Regions from separate parts of the Mus musculus genome. Here region 1 is linked to region 2. The links are chromatin contacts, called in public HiChIP or PLAC-seq maps. All regions are on one chromosome and are shown on one strand. Each heading gives the region's core, a stretch centred on a gene start, on an enhancer-like site or on the middle of the called end of the contact. The rest is flanking DNA. Distances are from core to core; before and after follow the strand shown.

Region 1 (2,700 bases), core at 20-2,519, 800 kb before region 2:
GTCAAGACAGGAGAGGGCTTTAGAGGCAAAACAATCTCCATGGGAAAAACTCCAAGTTAGAATTTCTTGGACAGAAGGGAAGCAACTCAGCATATTCAAGTCTGTTCAGTTAAGTTGATGAGTAGGTGGGGAATTCTCTAGTAAAACGGTGTTTTGTTTTGTTTTGTTGGGGCTTTGTTTTGTATTGCTCCCTTCATACAACAGACCTCTATTCTGTTTTATGTAGCAAGACTATTTATAAACTCTCTACCACCAACTCTAAATCACCAGCCACCACAGCTTGAATTTCATTAGTTAGGCTCTTTATGTCACCAGTTTAAGAGAGCTGACTGAAGAAACACTTTAACTCTACTAGACGGATATCCATGTAAATCTTCACAATGCTTTGTAAGCCAGTCCGTCAGATAGTTTTCCTATGAGAGCCACACCAGCATCTGGTTATATTGTGTATGCCCTACATCCCTGAACACATAGGTACACACACCCCTGCTTCCCCCTACCCACCCCCCGCTGGTTACACAGCTGGTGGCTGAAGAGAAACAGGCTCTGGGCTGAGACCTTACTCTGGCTATCCCGATCAGGGAGAAAGAAATCTGGGTTATTTCACTGATTCATTAGGAAAGAGCTTTCTACCCTCCCTTCTCTGGATCTTATCATGTCCTGTCTGCAAAATGAGGAGTTAGGGAGACAAAAGCCCCGTCTTCCTCATCTAACATTGCTTTAAGTTGGAAAAATAAAATTATAAAAGAAAACAAAAAGCATGAAAGGAAAAACAATGTTGGACTATGAAACAAGCAACTACAAACTGACTTCTGGGTGTTCTTTAAACGGAAGATAGTCTAAAGGTGTAGAACAGTCAGGGAACTGTGCTTTCTGGCCTGGGTGGGTTGCAGAACTCAGAAACCTTGGGTTGGCTCCAAGTTACAGTCCCTGGCCCCGCGGGGGGCCAGGCCCAAGTTTGGGAAAACAGAGTCAGGGGCTATTGTGGTCCAGACAGAAGCAGAAAGACACGACAGGCAAGCTTCCTTCCTGCCTTGCTCTTATCTGAGGGTGCAGAAGGCAGTAGGAGCATGCCTGGGGTGCAGGTGAGGCATGTCTACCCTAAGCCGGCCATCAGCTCCAGTTCCCCTCTCTTTCCAACTAAGCAGCTACCCACCCCCACTCGGTTGCACTGCAGAGCTCGGGCCCCCTCCCGCTCCTCCCTCAGCACCTCCCTGGCCCCGCCCACCCTCTCCCACCCAGCCTGGGACTGCGTCATAAGTAAGCCCAGACCTGAGCTCGCTGCTGCCTGTGGAAGACTGGGAGAGGAGACACTAAGTGCTGCTCAAGCAAGCGCGATCCTCTCCTCTTTCAACCTGCAGCCCAAGATACTGATTCGAGCCGCGCCTTACCGCGCAGCCCGAAGATTCACCATGGTGAAGATCGCCTTCAACACCCCTACGGCGGTGCAAAAGGAGGAGGCGCGGCAAGATGTAGAGGCGCTCGTCAGTCGCACTGTCCGAGCTCAAATCCTGACTGGCAAGGTAGTTCCCACTGGGCCCACCTCTGTCTTCTGGGGTTTGGGGATGGAGAGAAAAGGGGGAATATGCAGGTGCAGAGAGTAAACTGTTGGCTGCCCTGCAGCGGAGTTCCAGGCAGGCCAATCTGCATTGAGTTGAGTGGGTCACCTTTTACTCTGCTTCAACTTATTCCCTCTGCATCCATGCGATTCTATCGCTTAACACCACCTACCCCAGGGAAGTTGTTGGAAGGAGTTTGAAGAAATTCCTGCATGTCATTTGTTCTGAGAAATGGGTTATGGAATTATCCAGAGAAGCAATTATAGCTACAGGGGCCGAGCAGCCACACGGAGTGAACAAGGGCAAGAGACTTAACTGTTCTTTATTTTTGACATGGGTAAAGTTATATGAATCTCTGTCTTTGTAGGACTGCTTTTGTGGCGGTTGAATGGAGGCAAGGGGCAGCCTGAACTCCAAACTGTATGTTCTGGGGAAAGTGTGTTTCTGCACGCGCATGAGCGCGCGCGCGCGCGCGTGTGTGTCTGTGCACGCGCGCGCGCACACCACCCCCCCACACACACAATTTTAGTTAGTGTTAAGGGTTAGATAATGGAGCTATTAAAACATATATTGGTTTTAATTCTTGATAAATCACGTTTAAAAATAAAATTTGAGATCTTATTGTTTTGGTTGTTATTATTTTTTACTTTTTATTATTTTTTTAGCAATATCCCTCATATAGCCATGTGAAGCATATCCATGTTGCTATTTAAACAATTCATTTTCCAGGCACTGGAGAAGTTCTCTCTTCCTAGGTTGTTCATCTAGACAAATTTATATTTCCTTTTAATGCCAACCATGTTTGTAGTGTCGATAAACTCTTTTTCCTCAGTTAAATCTTAGTTTGAAAAAGTGATAATATTTTCTTCTACTTCTGTGGAATCTGCAGTACTGGAGCTCGATCTGCCTTAACTTGTCCTGGTGTCTTTAGAGAGTTTTCTCTTCTAGGTTCAGACTGGATATTTGAAAAGTGCTTTGAGTGACATCTGAATGCATATAGTAAAACATAATTATGCATACAATTTGGAATGCCAATGTGCGCTGCCGCAGAACTTTCATCATGGAAACTTCCGATATTTAACTGCAATCAAACTAGCTTTTGTGTATCACACATTTTAGAACTCAAAAGTAACACCCCCCT
Region 2 (2,700 bases), core at 46-2,545:
GAAATGGAATGCAGTCAGTTCCAGAAAACACAGTAAGATTGGAGCAGCTAATAGAAAGTGAAGCCCTGTCAGAGCTGATGGAAAGCCTGTTCTTCCCATCACTCAGGAACAGAGACACAACTAAAGAAATAAAGAAGTCAGAGGGGGGGGGCACCCCCTCGATGCTACACCAACAGTGGTGCTATCTTTTCTTTTTTTTAAGATTTATTTATTATTTATTATATGTAAGTACACTGTAGCTGTCTTCAGACACACCAGAAGAGGGCATCAGATCTCATTACAGATGGTTGTGAGCCACCATGTGGTTGCTGGGATTTGAACTCTGGACCTTTGGAAGAGCAGTCGGGTGCTCTTACCCACTGAGCCATCTCACCAGCCCCAAGTGGTGCTATCTTAAAGCACTTTTCTTCAGTATCTAAAAAAAAATACCCCTTCTGCCATAACTCAAACTCCTTGAAAACAACACATACTGGAGGGGAAGTAAAACTTTATACTCTGTATCTCTTATAAACTCAATTCCATTGAATAAATACTGGCTAAAATAGCAATAAAATTCCCAAGATAGGATTAAAGTCTGCTCTTGAATCCAAATGTTTGCTTCCCTTTTAAATGTTCTTGGACGACCTTTTCTCCCAAGCATCATCATTACCACTGCATCCAAGGATTCCGTGGAAGAGGATAAAGAGTGACTGTAAAGTCATTAGGCTGCCTAAAGATGGAAAATTTGAGAAATTTCTTTCTTGTAGCCCATAACTGGCCAGAAAGCCACTGTTATAAGGACATTTACAAGTCCTTCCAACTAGTTATTAATAATAAGGCTACGTTTACACAATGTGTGTGTGTGTGTGTGTGTGTGTGTGTGTGTGTATCCCAACACAGGACTTTCATAGTAAAATTCAAAGTAGTTCATTCACCCAGTTTACTTCAAAATCTTATCAATTTGTCTTCAACATCAAATCACACCTCAGGTTCTAATTAGCACACTCTAGATTGGCATGTCCTTTTCCTCCTAGGATATGAGACAATCAAAAAGAAAAATGCTTTTCAAAATTCTTATAGAATCACAAATTTCATGAAGGAGGGGGACACACACACATACAGCCTGTGAAGGAGAGAGGATATATGGAAGGAGAGAGGTAAAGAGGAAGTATATCTTAAGATCAAGTTTCACATAATGCCAGATATATTAGCATATACTGGTAGGATTATCTTTTCCCCGCCTACAAATAGCCTAAGCACCCTCCAGTCATAAAAATCAGAGAGAAGTAAGCTGAACAGCAGACACTCCTCCTTACTTCCCACCTCAGAGCAGCTGCATGACTTCCTGAGGATTCTATTGCAGTAGCCAGAGATAAACACTCATTTGTGCATATTACGTGCAAGTCTCCAGTTTCTATTCTTCTTCCCTCTCCGCTCTTTCCCTTCCCCCACTTTAAACCAGGGAAGCCAAACTCTGGCGGGGTTGAAGCGGCTTGAGAAGTACTAAGAAACAGGAAGAAGAGTCGAGGTCTATTGGCTAGCAAATGTGCCATGGCCTGACCTCTCTCCTCTGGAAAAGAAACATTCCTAAAGAGCAGGAGCCCTGTGAATGGAGTGGACCATCCCGAATATCCAGACTTATTTGCAGCTCACCATCCAGGGTTAGCTCACCAGGAGACTAGCAGGTTGGAATTTCTGAAGATTTGGATCTTGCTTCAGGGAGCAAAAGGACCTTAAACTGTGAAGCTTGGAATCAGCAGGTAAGAAAATTGGGTTGGTTGGAGCAAAGTTGAACTGATGGCAGATTCTACCAAATGCCTCAGAGATTGTGGATAACTGCCCTGCCTTATCTGCCTTGAATTAAGCTGCTAATCTGAACATCTGCATTCTTTCGGCTTTGGTTCTTGGCCAGAGCTCTGATCGTCTAATCAGCCTGTCAGCAAGTGTAGCTCACTGCCTCTGTTGCACGCTCAAAATGGCAAACTGTTGAGGTGGCATTCCTCAAGCCTCCAGCACCTTTACGACTCAGCCAGAAGTGCAAAATCGGCCTCAAGCTCCCATCTTAAGGCTACCCTGGAGCTTCTGTAATGCAGATTTAAATGTGGAAAGAATGTGTTCAGCGGCTGCTGCTGCACGTAAACCAACCAGTTGGGGGCTGACCTAGACTTTTCACGAGGCACTTTCATGCTTTGTTTTCTTCTTACTTAATTCACTTTACATCCTGCTCAAAGTTTCACACTTTTCACCTTCTTTGCATCCTATAATTGAGACAGGATGTCCCTCTTTCCCCCACTCCTTCATTCTCATCATAGTTCTCATTCTACCCTCCCCCAGGCCCCTCTCTTAGGTAAAGAGAAAAGTGACTCAGACAGGTTAAGGAATTTCCTTGCAACACACCACGCTGCTAGAAACTGGCCATTTGACTCAAGACTACAGAAAGAAAGCCCTATCAACTTACAGACAACTAGTAGAAATACCTATGACCTACTTTGTAACTTAGGGCTAAACTCACTAGGTTAACATTAGACTAAGAAGTCATACAATTTAATCAACCACATGGGACAAGAACGTTTTTTTGTCTTCTTAGCTATTTTCAATGGTATGCAAATAGACTGGCAGGCACTACCTTTTTAAATTCAGTGGTTCTAAATCCCTGTCTCTGCAATTGTTTTGAAATCAAGGAGATCAAACTACCATATAGTTAGAGGGCATCTAACTTGG

The links. HiChIP or PLAC-seq counts read pairs in DNA pulled down with a chosen protein or histone mark.
Region 1: a contact with region 2 is called in an H3K27ac HiChIP or PLAC-seq map of double positive thymocytes, with 5 times the contacts expected there. The contact joins the promoter of Itm2a here to the promoter of Cysltr1 in region 2. A contact is called at or near these places in 2 of 39 promoter capture datasets (cranial neural crest and embryonic stem cells) and 1 of 115 datasets of contacts at active chromatin or transcription factors (double positive thymocytes).

What each region holds. Positions count from the first base shown.
Region 1 is chrX:107,401,929-107,404,628 of GRCm38.p6, reverse strand. It overlaps Itm2a (integral membrane protein 2A), which reads left to right and starts at 1,269. Exons shown (of 6, transcript NM_008409.2): 1 at 1,269-1,523. The coding sequence starts at 1,413.
Region 2 is chrX:106,602,274-106,604,973 of GRCm38.p6, reverse strand. It overlaps Cysltr1 (cysteinyl leukotriene receptor 1), which reads left to right and starts at 1,295. Exons shown (of 4, transcript NM_021476.5): 1 at 1,295-1,739. The region is part of intron 1 of Gm5127 (predicted gene 5127); the gene reads right to left.